Linked DNA regions of Sus scrofa: region 2 is linked to region 1. A link is a contact called in public HiChIP or PLAC-seq data. All regions are on one chromosome and are shown on one strand. The core of a region is the stretch at or near the end of the contact, and the rest is flanking DNA. Distances in the headings are between cores, read along the strand shown.

The links. HiChIP or PLAC-seq counts read pairs in DNA pulled down with a chosen protein or histone mark.
Region 2: an H3K27ac HiChIP or PLAC-seq map of alveolar macrophages shows a contact between it and region 1. The contact joins two enhancer-like sites. A contact is called at or near these places in 7 of 47 Hi-C or Micro-C datasets (blood, brain, embryonic fibroblasts and 4 more) and 2 of 2 datasets of contacts at active chromatin or transcription factors (alveolar macrophages and skeletal muscle).

What each region holds. Positions count from the first base shown.
Region 1 is chr3:9,322,723-9,330,338 of Sscrofa11.1, reverse strand. The region is part of intron 1 of CUX1 (protein CASP); the gene reads right to left. Among named protein-coding and RNA genes, the nearest start is that of CUX1, 9.4 kb to the right of the region's middle. Within about 2 kb of position 5,043, at least 18 of the 83 cell types and tissues checked have an H3K27ac peak or open chromatin away from gene starts, as enhancers often do. A contact at or near this core is called in alveolar macrophages and skeletal muscle, where this site is marked.
Region 2 is chr3:9,385,609-9,393,224 of Sscrofa11.1, reverse strand. It overlaps CUX1 (protein CASP), which reads right to left. Exons shown (of 23, transcript XM_021086269.1): 2 at 206-316. Among named protein-coding and RNA genes, the nearest start is that of CUX1, 72 kb to the right of the region's middle. Within about 2 kb of position 3,439, at least 15 of the 83 cell types and tissues checked have an H3K27ac peak or open chromatin away from gene starts, as enhancers often do. A contact at or near this core is called in alveolar macrophages and skeletal muscle, where this site is marked.

The DNA of each region.
Region 1 (7,616 bases), core at 3,794-6,293:
TCATAGGACCCGTGCTGCCCGTGGTGGGGCGGGACAGAAGGCACCCTAAAGGCACCCTAAGGGCAGCTGCGACGGTGGCAGTGGCAGAGAATGGCCGTCCTGAGAGCTGGCAGGCGCCCCCGCCCCAACCAGGACGCACCTGACTTGCCACCAGGTATCACGCTAAAATCAGTCATTGTAACTGAAGCCGAACGTAATTAATTACATAATTTTGAAGTCGTCAAGTTTAATTCCATTAAAATTACATCATGAAACAGGGGAATTACAAAGGATTACCGACAAAAAGCAAATAGGGATGAATAAAGAAACTCCAGGCTGACTCCATGCATGTCTGAGTCACACCCAACGCTCAAGTGCGGCGCCCGTCATCCCACCTGCTTTCAATAAACCAGTGGGGCCCAGCCTGGCGGCCCTGTGCACAGGCCGCTGATGGAAGGGCCGGCACCAGGCACCATGTGACACGGGCCTGCTGGATGCTCAGCGTCTCCAGGACCCCGGAGACCACCTCTCCCTGCTGGCGCTGCTCCCTACCCCTCCCCTCGCCTCAGTCTCCTCTGCTGATGCCTCTCTCCCAGTGGCCTGTCCAAAAGCCACTCACTCGGCCCATCTCTGCGACCCCAGGGCCCAGGCACCTCCTTCTCCCTCACCCACGAGCTCTCAGTCTGGCATCTTCTCGCCAAGCCCAGTCCCTGCCCATCTCTCACTGGACTAGGCCTCCCCCCCGCCCCACCCCCGGCCCCATCCCTCACACCAGGTCAGCGTGCCCTATAGGGCTTCTGGAAGGATCCTCCCAAACACAAACCTGGGCTCTGGACTGTCCATCTCACACTGAGAGGGCAGTGTCTCTGGGGCCCCAGAACACAGCCGGGACTCCGCAGGCCTTTGCACAGCGGCCGTCTGGGCCCGGGCCGTGGCGCTTACATTCTGTCACGTCCTCATTGCTACGTTCGTTCACCGTCTCCCCTGCGAGGGTCTAAGTTCCTTGGGAGCAGGGACCTCCTGCTGCTCTGGTCCCTGGGGGGCTGCGAGGCCAGGGCCCAGCCCACAGGAGGGGATGGACGTCCGGGGAGCACGATGTCCCAGACCCCTCCCTCCAGTCCCCTGTCCTCCCTCCGCGCACACCAGACACCCCGGCCCAACAGGCGGGTGCCCCGTGTGTCCCAAAGTTCTGACCAGCAGGGCCGGGCGCTCACGCCTCTCGGTACCTCGGGGGCCAGAACAGGACGTCAGGCACCACGGAGACACGCTTGACAAACGAGGGGATGAAAGGCCTACAGAAAAGATGGGTTGTTCCGAAAACAGACAGCAACCCACCTCGCTCTAACGTGCTGCATTAGTTCCCAGACCAGTGCGCCTCTGTTCTCACTAAAAGCATGATTTCATCCCCTAACAGGCCACATTACCCAAAAATGCGGCATGTAAAAAACCATCCGAATCCGGAGGAGCCTAAACACTCAGCTTTTCCATGATAATTCCTTGAGGAGAACAAGGGATGTCACCTGACTAGGCTTCTTCTCGGGGACAGATGTCCACCTGAAGACGCTGACAGAGCCAGCCTCCCTCAACACGGCCCGGCGCCGTCTTCACGTGCAACTGCCAACAAAACCCCGAGGAGCCGTGCTCTTTGGGTGGTGTCACCACAGTGGCTAAAGCGCCTGGACTCCCGGGGGCTGAGACGGGGGGGATTTCGTCCTGGGTGTCACGAGCTTAAATGCAAATAGGAGCATCTCACAGGGAAGAGCTGCCCAGCCCCAGCGCCAGGCCGGTTAGACTCCTGCTCCCCAGGCGCGCTCCCGGCAGAAGGCCCCCTCCTTCCCGCCCTCCCAGGCCCCACCATCAGGCCTCTGTCCTGCCTCCCATGTCCCTAAAGCCCTCCCCACACAGGCGCTTGATGCACAACTGGGGCGAGGAGGAGGGCGGGTGATAGCAGGAGGGCCGGGTTCCTGCGTGCTGCACCCCAGCTATGGGGCGGCGCCTGCCATCGGGCGTGCTCACCCCCGGGGAGGATCCACCACCTGCTGAATAACCCTGCTCTTTGGAGCCCTGTGGCTGGGGGCCGACACGGACGTCTCAGGGCAGGGAGGCTCGAGAAAATTCCTTGGATCCAGTGAGGCCTCAGCCAGAAGGTGTCTGTCCACCAGTCACCCAGGTACCTTCACATGCACCTCACAGGCTTTATTCACCCTCCAGCTGTTCAAACGACAGGACTCGCCCACCCCAAGCTCACTCTGGGTGGCCTGTGGACGGAGGGCCCTTCCGATCCCCCTGCAGCCTCATCACAACCACCGCACCGCTTCATGGGGGGAGCCACTCTCGGGGACAGCAGGGGTTGCAGGGAAAGTGTGGAGGGGACACCAGCCGGTTGGGGCTCCTCCACGGGGCTGCAGTGTGGATGACAGGAAAGAGAGCAACAGCCCAAACCAGCGCCTGCCCAGGGTCAGTACTCAGGAAATGAGAGCTGATGCTGTGTGTGTGTGTGTGTGTGTGTGTGTGAATTTTTTAAAGCATCTGTCTTGTCACCAGTGGACATAAAATCAGCTACAACATGTGGAAGCCAATGCTACCGGCGATGCTTTCCGTCTCTGCCCCTCCTTCTACTTACTGAAGGACCCCAACAGTCCCGGCTCCAGAACAGGGGAAGTTCAGACACAAGCGGGGAGGGGTCCCCCAGTTAAGATTAATTCTCTAGCCCTTCCCACCGCAAATGATGCCTAACTCTCAAACACCAGCCAAAGCACAAACAAGTCCTCCACAGGCTTCAAAGCCCGGCTTTCAGCCCATCTTCTCGACTTCAACACCAAACCTCTCCACTACGCTTCAGCCCTTTCCCCCAGGGCTCAGCCCCTGAATCCCCACCGCCCCCCTCAATCCCATGCATCCCAGCAAACGGAGCGCCTCCTCTTCCGCTACCTCGGGTGGCTCCTCTTCCCCGTCCTGGTCCCTGTGGATGCCAGGCCTGCCCTCCATCAGCCCTCGGAATGCCCCCCCCAGATGGTGGCTCTTCTCAGCCCCCCGCCTCCCCCTTTAAGTCCTGGCAGCCCTCACTTCCCCAAATCCATGCAAATGCTCCTGCAGCCAGACAGTGACGTCACCTCTACAAAAATACCCTAGGTACTTTCTTTGTAAATGAAGAAGCAGAGAAAGCACGCAGGCTATGAAGGCCACTGCTCCGAGGCAGGGCGGGTCGGGGGCCTTTGCCCAGACACACGGGGCAGCTTCTGGAGGCCGAGGCCTCAGGAGATGTTTCTCCGGTACTGCCCCCCAAGCCTCGGCGTTTCTCGCTGCTCACTTTCGCTTGCATCAGTGGGTCTCCGATCGGTACAACTTTCCCCGTTCGTATGGGGACGTTTCCTCCCATTCAGGCTGTGAGCAGAGTCAAAGAATAAATCTCTGTCAAAGAATTGTTCTGCCCAATGCTATTTTTAAAAATGAGAATTTTTTATGTGGTATGTGCCACAAATACAATTATGTGTATTTTGACCAACGCATATGTCACTTTGCAAAGAAGGACTTAATAAATGGGAACAAAAAAAGAAGTACATGTGATATCGCTATGTACCTATTAGGGGCTTTCAAAATACAGCCAATCTATTATAAGCCACCCACCTCTTACAACCCTAAAAAGAATTCCGGGTGCACTCTTGAGTTAACTCGCTGAAGGAGTCCTAAGTCAGAAAGACACAGACCTGCCCCTGTAAAAGCCCCTCATGGTTTTCATGCAGCAGGACTCACTGGGCACCAAGAACGGGGGTGAGGGCCACACAGAGGGCAGGGTGAAGGGCAAGGTCAGGCGAAGGACAGGAGCCTGCCTGCGAAGGACAGTGGGAAGCCAGGTGGGTGCCCTGTGGGGTCCACCGGAAACAGCAAAAGCAGGGAACCAGGGCTTCAAGGAGAGGTCTCAGCGGCCACCGCCACCCCCCCCCGCCCCCCGCCGCTATTCCGCTGGGAGGTCCACTCCCACACGTCCCCAAGGGCATGGAACTCAGCTCTAGCTTTCCCTCCAGCCTGATCTGGACGCCCTTCCTCCACGGCCCTCCGCTGTCACAGCCACATCCTGGCCACCCGGGCCACCTCTGCCCACCCCAGGCTGCCCGCTCCCCCGGGGTGGGCACCTCAGCTCTGCCACCCACATCCCCACGGCAGTGGCAGCATTGGTGAAAATGAAGAGGGCATGCATAAGCTAAGCTGGCTACTCAGACAGCAGAGGGAGGAGAGGGAGCTTCCCCAGGGAGCGTGAATCCAGGCCCCTACTAAGTGGGGAAAAGGTTCAGGCGAGGTGGAGAGAGCCATCGGGAACTCGGTCCGCTGGCCCAAGGAGCGTGGTCTCCATCCTGTGCCAACGTGAGCCACTGTGGGTGTTTAAGGAGAAGGACGTGACGAAATCAATGATTTGGGAAGACTCATCTGGCAGCCACATCTATAATGGATTGCGACTTGCTTCAAGCAGACAATTTCAAAACAAGCAAAGGCTACACTCTCAGCTTTTGTGTGTTCAAAAGATTTGGCTCTCACACACAACAAGCAGCCCCCAAAACTAAATGCGTACACACACAAGATTTATTAAAGTATCAGTGTGTTTTAAAGTGACAGCATAATTACACACCAACACAGAGCAATGTACAACCATCGCAAACCACTTCTGACTTCTCCTGACAGTGACACTCAGCCGTAACTGGCAATACCCTTCGTCTTCCAACCCCACTTCAGTGCAGGGTGGGGGGCCAGGGCTGAGGAAGGGTGGGGGAACAGAGGTGACAGGGCAGCCCCTCTGGCTCCCCTGACCCAGGATGGGCGGCTCCAGGTGATGACTGCTTGACTGCATCACGCTGCTCTCCAAGGTGAGTGCTGGCCAGGCCCTGGCCACCTCCCTGGTCCTCTGTGCCTGCCCACGACCGCGGGGTCCCTGGCGGACCAGGTGACCTGCACAGGGTGCCTTGGCAGCAGCCTGGGCTTCCTGCCGGGCTTCTGGGTCTCACACACGCCTATGGAGCAGAAAAGCTTGACACCAAACCTGACCTTGTCTCCTACTTGGCTGAGGGATATGACAGTGCAGTGTTATGTAAACGACGAACCGAGGTACAAGTGAAATGAAGCAATTCCAGCAAAGTCAGGTTTCTACACTGGTCTACATGAATGCGTCTATTCTCACAGTTTTCTATTTCAAAAACATAGGACTTACAACACCTCTGCTGCGGGAACAGGAAGGGAAGATGGAAATTTATTTGCAGGGCTACTTATAATTTTAGCTGTAAATTTCTACATGTCGGTGACTCAAAATCTGTTCTCCTTTAAAAGGTTTGTGTTCTACGGGCAGCTGCTATCTACACGCTCAGCGAGGGCAGAGCAGAACAATGTGAAACAGAAATAATTCACTGTACACAGAGCTGCATGGGTTCAAGTTCTAGGTCAACTATCATGGAGAAAAACAGAAAATAAAGAACACGTTTCACCATTATCTGCCACACCTTTCAGAAGGAAGCAAAAACGGTGACAGGAGCAACAGAACATTCTTATTTTCAGGCTAAGGGGAAAAAGGCTTTTCCAAACCTAATCAAAAAATTAAATGTACAATTCCCTCCAGCAAGAATTTTATTTTTAATTTTCATTTACATAGTCTCTCTCTTCCAAGAATCTCAAAATAATGGATTTCCACAAATACTTCAAAAAAAAAAAAAAAAACAACGTTTTCACAACAAAGGAGAGGACAGGCTTGGCAGGGCAGGAGCTCAGAGGAGGGACAAGAAGTGGCGAGCAGGGTGGCAGCGGGCGCCAGGGCTGGCAGTGCCCAGGCCGAGGGCAGCTCCGAAGCAGCCCCCTCCTTTGCCGACAGCCCCAGGGCCTCGCTTCTGTTTGCAGCTTCAGGCTCTTCAAGAGATGACAGCGATGCACCTTTGGTGTCACTTACTAGCTTTAAATCAAATTATTTTCATCTAAACAGCCATTTCTCCCCTAAAAATCCAAGGGAACGGTGGCAATAAACCAAAGGCGCTTGCAGGTCCCAAATAACAACTGAACCAAGACAAATAAAATGAGTTCATATTCCTTTTTGCCTTAAAAACATAAAACTACGTTAGAAAATAAAATATTAACAATTTATGAGGGGAAAAGACCCAATGTTAAGAAAGACTGTCTTGCTTTTAGGGGGAAACTGGATAGAAGCTTTTGAGCTAGTTGGGTGTTTTTTGTTTTGCTTTTGGCTTTTTACAGCTGGGTGGACAGGATCTGAACGTCTTACAACGAGCAGAAAGCTGTCAACACCCAAATAAAATTTTAATGACAGTAGGAATGGCATTCTATTTCTCACAATTTCACAATGTTCACTTAAGAAAGAGCTAATTTGTCAATTTGTTTTTCCCTTAACCAAACTCAGGACACCTCACAACTGTGCATAACTTAAAAAAAAAAAAAAAATGTTAACTGCTTCAACTTACTTGATAAACACAGTCAGAGAGAAAGATGTCTCTGAGAAAGCAGGCCCATGCCAGCACAGTCAGGGTAAGGCTGCGAAAGAACAAGCTTCAGAGCGAGAGCCCTGGTAATTTCTTCCAACATCAGCTTCATAAATCACCGCCAGAAGGATCCAGGATTTCAACCGTCCACTCACTGAGTGGGCCACAGGCAAGACCCAGTGACCCCCGCCACGGCCTCCTGCGTCTTACAAAAGGCGTAGATCGCGCAGCTCGGGTTCCAAACTCACCTCCACAAGGGCCTCAAGGACGGAAGCAGAACCCAGTCGGCTTCCTGAGCATCTCCCACCCGGCTCTTCTTCCAGGCGCTCTGCGGTGCCGGGAGGAACCCCCACTCCCAAGCCCGTTCTTTTCCAGGCACCTGTCCGGAGGGAGGTGTTCCCGAGGCCAGGGAAGGGGAAGGGCTCTGCGGAGGGATCCTGCTAATGGCATCTGGGGCACCTCCCTGGTGGCCCCCGGCCCAGGGCGCCACCAAACCCAAAGAGTCTGCCACCTGCCCAGGGCGCCCCCTTTCCCACCCCGGGGCCGAGCTAAGGAAACGTCTTCAGATTCCAGTGAAGAAACTGACAACATTTATTTTGCACGGTGACATCATCCTATCAGAACTTAATTACAGCACGAATTAGAATTATTTTTATTAGAGAGTTGTTTACTCGTCAAAGGAAAGGGTCTTGATGGGTTTTGCAGCAAATGAGACGTCTCTCCGAAAGAGCTGCTCCCCTCATTACGTTGAACTGTGTCACACACTCTTCCAGTCACAGCCCAGGTGCGTGAGCCCAGGTGCTCCGAGGCTGCTTCAAGCCATGGTACAAATGGGGGTGATGCCACAGCCCCCCAACCCCATGGACGTCCCTGCAGTAACACCTCCCGGCGGCCAAAGGCCGTTTTCTTCTCTTCTACCCACTTGCTCAGAACACAGCTGAAAAGCAGGACTCGTTACAGCTCAGTAAACCCAAAACTCCGACAGGACCAACAGCTCCATCCAAATCAGCACCTCAACACCAACCGAAACGGTTCTTCAACATACAGAGGCTATGAGCTGGCTTTGAGAAGTAAAAGCGGAAAAATGACCTCACTCATTCAGAGGGCCCCACCATTAACGTCTGATTGAAATGTCCCCCTAACCTGTTTTTTATGGTTTGGTTGGTT
Region 2 (7,616 bases), core at 2,190-4,689, 64 kb before region 1:
CTCGGGCTTCCATCCCGACCCCAGCCCGCCCAGAGGCACGCCACCCACCGGCCAGAACAACGGGGCCGGCCGGAAGGAAGTGGCAGCTCGCGGGTCTGCTGGGAGTGAGATGCCTGTGACACGTCTTCTGAACGTGCCCTGGGCAGTAAGACACGCCCCGCTCCTGCCCGCCCCTTCGGAGACCGGGACAGAAACGCCGCCTCACCTCTGGAGTGTTCTTCTTGAACTCGCGGCTCTGCTCAATGAGCCGCTTTCTGGACTGCTCGCTTTCATCTTGCCGGTTCGCCAATACTGTTGCGGTGGCATCGAGTTCCCTCTGTCGAGAGAAACAGAAAGGGAAGACAAGATTGTAATTGCACTTGATATGGGAGAAGAGCCCACTTGCATTAGGTCAGCACATGGGGAAGGGCTGGTGGCTTGATGGAAAGGGACCCGGGCACAAAAACCAAGCTCCCGCCCATCCCCGTGCGTGACTGACTCGAGATAAACCAAGGCCACTCAGCCTGATGCGACGTCTACCAACACGCACCTCACGAGCAACTGCTTCTACGATACAATGACACGCAGGTGCATTTTTCTTTGTTGAAGCCAGAGTCAGGCCGGTGCCCAAATGCCAGCCCTCCCGGAGTCTCTGCTCTTAACAAGTGTCTTTCCTGCCAGTCTCCGGGCTCAGGCCCGCCACTCTCCTCCTGGCTGCACGTGGGGCATCCTGTCTGACTCTCCTTCCACAGGCTGGGCCTGGAATCTTCTGCAGTCACATCTGATGTGGTTTTGGTCAAGAAATGGTTACGGTGGGCTTACTATAGGCCGGACATCATGCTCAGGTTAAGAGGGACCTTAAGAGGCAAGTCCCAAGTAGAGCAGTTCCCGGGGTCTTGCCAACTTGGGGAGGGTACCTGGAAGGAGCGTTACCCTCCAGCCCGTTCTGTGGCCCACTGGGAGTGGCCCCCGTCAGAAGACCTCTGTCACACACAACAAACCGACACTCAGAGCATCAGAGGACCTGTGTCCTGGCCTCGGAAACTCTGGGAGGAGCTGCCAAGAGGATCTGTTTGGAACAAGCCTGCGGCAGATGGGCCCAGGATGGTGTCCCAGGCGGACAGCAGGAGCACAAGGACACGTTCCCGAAGCCACCGAGAGGGTGGCTTCAGCCACTAAAGACACACACTGGCATGTTTCGCTGAGGATTCAAGCAGGTGCTCCAAGTGGCTTGTCGATGGTGGGGACCGAGGCCCAGCAGAGCCAGGCAAGGCGAGGAAAAGCCAAGCTGAAGATCCAGCCACAGACCTCCACGGAAGCTGTGTGTCTTTTTCCAGCCGCCTCCGTCCACCCCGGCTTCCTTGCTGCCGGAAGTGAGCGAAGGCGGCTGCAAGCCCTGCTGGAGATCCCATCATTGGTGCCCCGACTGGGGCGGGGGGCCGCTGCCAGCCGGGATGGCAGGGTGCTGGAGCAAACATCCGGGGTGCTGTCGACTTGGAAACAGCAGACCGTTTTGAAGGGGGCGGCGGGGGGGGGGCGCGGGGGGGGCGGTCGGCAAGGAACCGGGGGTGGGGGCGATCCCGCCACACCACGCGGGCTTCTGGCGGTACCGCAAATCTCGGGCAAGCAGGTCCAAAAGAGCACCGTGGGCTGGGATCCAAGAACAGATGTCGAAGCTACTGCAGAAAAGAGGGAGACACTGCACATTTGGACAGACCACATTTGAAACACACGCCCGCCAGCGAAGGCAGGGAAAAAAGAGCAACCGAACCCAATGCGGCAGCGTGGGGACGAAGACGGAGGAGAGAGCAGTCGAGATTCGCAGAAGGCTTCTCAAAAATATAAACAATCTGGTAAGGAGGAGGACTTAGACATCTATATTTAAGCAGCAGCAGCACAAGTTATAAAAGGAGCCTTCAAGAAAGGGGGAAAAAAGCCAATATTGAAATATGACAAAAAAAGTCAAGTTGATGTTTGGTTCCAATCACACACAGATGCAGAAAACTTGGAGAAAAACAAAGAGCTTCCCACAAGGGCCCTACTTCCTGGGAGGGGGTGTCACCTAATCAGACGGCATCTGGTGACTTCTGCCGCCAGGGGCTAGATGCTGGGGGCACAGGGGAGACGATGGGGTCCCCACTGCCACCCCGCCTTCCCATCTAACTGGAAGAGCTTGGGGACCGTGGGGGAGCACTACAGGAGAAGCCCAAGAGCATGGAGTCTGTGGGTCCCTCTGGGACCCTCGGGTCCCCGTGTGCTCTTCTCGCTCTGAAGGTCCCAGCCCGGCCCGGCGGGGGCGGGGGGCGCTCTGTGGGCAGATCAGTCTGGAAGGCCAATGGCGGGGGCACAGGTCACTTGATGGAAGGTGAGCAAACCCACCTCCATCGCTGGGCCGCAGGGCCAGGGTGCCCGAGGTGACCCGCTGCCGGCAGTTCCCTACCCGTGCCGACACGGCAGACAGGCCTGCAGGAGGAACCACCGCGGCCACCACGGAAACAGACTGGCACAACGAGGATGAGAGTCTGAGCCTCCACTGCCCTGGGTCTGGCTGCTCAGAACAAGACTCAGTCTTCAACGGAGAGTCCACTAAACAAACGCCACCCAATCCCCTGGAGGACGCCGTCTAGGGCTCCGGGGACAACGCGAAGGGAGGAGACGGCTCTGAAACAAAAGCCAAACACTGTTTTCTTATCTATCCAGCCTGCCAATCCTCCAAGTGCCACATGTCATTACGACACGTTAAAAGGGAATTTAACGTTCCAGGGGAGGGGGCAGTGGGGGCCTAAAACTCAGAGGCCCCCAGTGGTCACACACACAAAGGAGCGTGAAGCATCCCTGCATTTGGAAGGCATTAAAAACTCTCTCACGCACGCACCCCCCAAAAAACCCCAAAACAAAACCAAACCCTAGAATGACCTGAAAGTCCAGCAATAACATATGGGCACATCCATTCAAGAACTATTTTGCAATAGTCAAAAAAAAAAAAAAAAAAGTACAGTCCTACTGCATGAGCTGGAATGATCTTTAAGATATGTAAGTGAAAAAAGCAGAGTGTAAAACAACGCTACACTGTTTAAAAGAGTATCTATACCGACGCTTGCGGAAGCTTGGGCTGTCTCCAGAAAGATACGGAGGACACTTGTAGCCGAGCTCCGCTCTGGGAGGAGCTGGGAGGCAGGGCCTCGACCCTCAGCATAGGTCTTTCTGCTCTTTTGCCACATGCATGAATTACCTAATTGGAAGAGCTGCAATATACATTAATTATACATATACACACACACATACCCACTGCTCATGTGAAAAATGCACATACACCTGGTTACAGAAATGTATCTCACATCCCACACGAGTGCGCGGTCTCCGCGTCCACCTGCCCGGGGACAGAGGCCTGGACAGATGACCCCCTGACTCAGGCTGGTGATTCAAAAAGTGAGGCAGGCACATCCGTTGTCAAAACAACAGCTGTTTCTTGCACAACACACTGCACACTGGCCAGTCTCAGGTTGTGTGAACGAGGAAGAGGTGGCCCGTCACCGAGAACACCACTCAGTCGAGCCCCAACCTTCTGAGGGCAGGGCGGGGGAGGGCGGCCCCCCACTGCTCAGAACTGGCCCCCTGCCGGAGAGGCCTGCCTGGCGGCCCCGGGTCCCAGCTGATGGCGAGTTGGCCACGGTGGCAGCAAACCCACGGCCTCTGAACCCCGGGGTTTCCAAGGAGACGGAAAAAGCCGGCGCCGGTACAGGCAAAGCATCGGGAAAGGACGGCACCTGGGCGCAGGAACTGTGGGGGCCTCTTTCAAAGTCAGGACGCGACAAGGTCCAGGGGAGGACCTCTGGCTGCGGACACCCCAGCCCATGAAACGGGGGAACTAAGTGCACAAGCGCTGCGGACGCTGCGATCTTGTTCTCCTCACTGCCTCAAATTTCTGGGATCTTATTCCTCCGTTTCCGACAGATCCTCCAGGGGCAAAGCTCCCAACCCTGGAGGTTTCTTTCTCCCCGAACTCCCGCCTCTCAGCCAAGTATTAAAGGCTTATTAAACACACACAAAAATAAAAAGCGACCATAGAGCTGCCTATTTAAAAGAAACTGTGGGTGAAATTTCTCCCAAAGAAAACACGTCTCTAACAACGTCAATGACCAGTTTGGAAGCGCTCACCTCCCAACTGAGTATGTCAGCTGTTTGCTTTAAACCAGGGCTTCGGTAAGATTCTGTCTCCTTGAGGCCTCAGGCCCGGCCTGCCAGTACTCTGGGCAGACACACCCGGGTCCCCTCTGCCCCAGCACCCCAGGCTGGCAGGGAGGACACCCTGGCCACCAGGCATCTGAGGGGTAAAGTATTGTCTTTTTACTGCCCCTAACTTTAATCCAAAGAATTGGTTCATGTGATGGTTCTTTAGGGCTTATCTGCCAACGAATCAACAGCAAATCCTACATGAGATTTATTTATCTTGTCTTTTTCGGGCCGCACCCAAGGCAAATGGAAGTCCCCAGGCTCGGGGGTGAATTGGAGCTGCAGCCGCCAACCTACACCCCAGCCACAGCCACAGCCACAGCCACAGCCATGCCGGATCCGAGCCACGTCTCTGACCTCACCACAGCTCACAGCAACGCCAGATCCTTAACCCACTGAGTGGGGCCAGGGATGGAACCCGAGTCCTCATGGATACCCGTCGGGTTCGTTACCGCTGCACCACAACAGGAATGCCCCCATCTAAGAATTTAAAGCGGCTGTATTAGGGGAAATGGCGAGCACTTGAGTGAAAAGGTAAAGGCCAGCCCAGTCTCTGCAGAAAGTCGTCCTTGGAGGGTGTCCTGTCTCGTTCCGGTAACAGAATCACAGGACAAATGGAAGACACTCTGGCTAGAAAGGGCTGAAGGCCTGCAGTCCCCCTGTCTCCTGTCACCCTCCCCCCCCCCGGAACCCTACTCAGGACATCTGAAGATGCTTCAGACCGTGGCCTTAGAGAACCCTGGCTTGGATTCCAGGCTCCACCCCTGCTGTAACCTGTGTGGTTTTGGTCAAATGATGCCCCCTCCAACCCCTGGAGGTAACTAAGACAACGCATGTCCACTTGGAGGCACAGTGAGCACGCTTTCGAGGGGAGGTTTTCTGTACTATCAGAGCCACGCACTTGACCTCAGGGCGGAATGCATTCCACATCCAGTCTCCCCCGCTAGGCCAGGGGGTCTCTGGGCACGCACAGGTGCATTGAAAGTTGACGCTGACCTCCAGGTGCCCACAGTCCAATTGGGGAAACCAGGCAGGCAAAGAAGAGCGATAGGGCAGAGGGGCCCAGGCTGGTGAAACGAAAACAGAGGCTCAAGTTCAGTAAGGCAGAACACCCTGCCAGCAAGAAAGGGCTCCAGGGTTTTGTGAAAGACAAAACCCCAGGCCACCCTGGCTGGGGTCTGGGGGTGGCATGGCCTCTATCCCCACGGCCCTCCGTCCCCTCCTCCCGGCTCATCCAGGACCCAGCACAGCCCCCGGTTGTGACCATGAATGGGGCTGAAAGGAAGCAGGATCCGGGTCAGGTCACCCCGGGGATGGGGGGGGCGGCTGCCTTGGGAACAGAAGTCGGGGAAGGGCTGCCGAGAGGGGGCTGCGGCCAAAGCAGACACGCCGTGTTCAACCAGAAGCCACAGACAGTGACCAGGTCACCCACCCTGAGTGTCCCCCCCACCCCACGCACAATGTGCTCAAACACAAGACTGCTCGGGAAGGGGCCCCAGGTCCACGATCCTGGGGCCATTCCTCGCCCTGGGAGGAAACGACCGCGCGGGGCCGTCCTTTCACCGTCCACCCTTTCGTACCCTTTGGATTGTCAACGCGTGAATGGAATGACTCCTCCTAAAAAGCAAACACGTATCAGTTAAAATCTCATTTTTCCCCTGTAATGAGACAAAGGCTTTGAAGGACTGATAAGGGCCCCTGGACACCTCACTCCCGGCAAAGCTCTCCCCCGCGGTCCTGCAGGAGGTGTGATTGGGTCTGCGAGCGGGTGTGGACGGACGGCGGCTCCGCTTCAAGGGGAACCCTGCAGCGTTCCCTCGGGAGACGCTCGTGTTTTCACTTATCTCTGAGGTTTAAGTGGAGACCCCAGCCCGACCCCGCGTCTCCCAAGTGTTTCTTCCGACACGCAACCCTCGCCTGTCCCCTCCCTCCCCATCGCGGTCCCTGACGCCCCGCCAGGTGACAGGGCGAGCCGTCTCCGGCTCCCGTGTCCTGTCATGTGGTGCCAGGCGGTGGCCAGCAGTGAGCACCCCACCCAGGAAGCTGTGGTTTCTACAGAATCCGACAGGCCTGCACGCAACCCAGGAGACGCTCCACAGCAGGCAGGGCAGCAAAGGGGGAAGGAGAAACATGGGGGGACCCCAGGCAGGGCGGCGGGTACCGGAGGCGGCAAGGCGCCCTCGTCCTCACAGGCATGAGTCCCCACGCAGCTGTAAGGTGACGGGGACCTACACACCCTGCAGGGACGGGGACGTGTCATTCCCTGCCCCAAAACCTTGAAAGGCCTGGATGAGACCACCAGGAGCCACCCTGCAGCTGGCCTTCCTCCAGCGTCCCCACAAGGCTGGGGCCTCTCCTCAGCCTCGGGCCCTTGGGGCAGGCTGTTCCCTCTGCTTGAAAGCCTTTCCCTTCTCTCTCCCACGAAACTGTCGGAATCTGCTCAAATGCCACTTCCCAGACTCCTCGTCCCTTTCGCCCAGGGAAGGTGAGTGCCCAACTCCCCAAACGGGGCCGCCTGGCGGCGATCCTGGTCCGTGATCCTGTGTCTGATCCCGCAGCTGCCTGGGTGCTCGGTTAATGCCAGGCGCCCCTCAGCCTGTAAGCTCTGGCAAGAAATGTGGTTTCTGCTCACTTCACACCGTGCCGGGGGCCACTGCAGTTGGCTCCCCGTGCCTGTAGGCTCCGCATCCAGAGATTCAATCCACCAGGGATCGAAAACATTGGTGGGGGGGGGAATTAATTCCAGAAAGCTCCAAAACGCAAAACTAGAATTCACCACCTGCCTGCAACTATTTACACGGCATTTACATTGTATTTACAACGATTTACATAGCATTTACATGCATTAGGCAGTGTAAGTCATCAGAGAGGTTTAAAGTATATGAGAGGATGTGCTTAGGTTACATGCAAAGACGGCGCCTTTATATAGGGAACCTGAGCCAACAAGGTGGGTCCCCGTGGATACCGAGGGACCACGGAGTCAGAACTTGCCAAGTGGAAGTGGAAGCTAAGAAAAAGATGAGCAAAATAAACTAAACGCTCTAAGTCGCCTAGAGTAAGTGCAGAAGGGTTCAGAGGAAGAAGAGAGATTGCTTTTGCTTGGGGGAAAAAAATCGGAAAGAGCTTCATGAAAATAACAGAAACTTCGAGAAATTTCTGGGCTGGGCAAGGATGCACTCCAGACAGAGGGACCAACAAAGTCGGGAGGGGACCACTTCAAGACCTCTGCAGACAGCAAGGCTTCCTTCTAGTCAGAAAGAGAGAGGCTGCCAGGGGAAGGCTGGCCCACGCACTGACCCTTGAATGGCAGAAAACAGTCCAGAACTGAGTCAGGAGGCTGTGGGACCGAAGAGGAAGAGGATGAGCTGACAGGCAACTTCTTAAAGGCAAGATAGTAGGAGGAA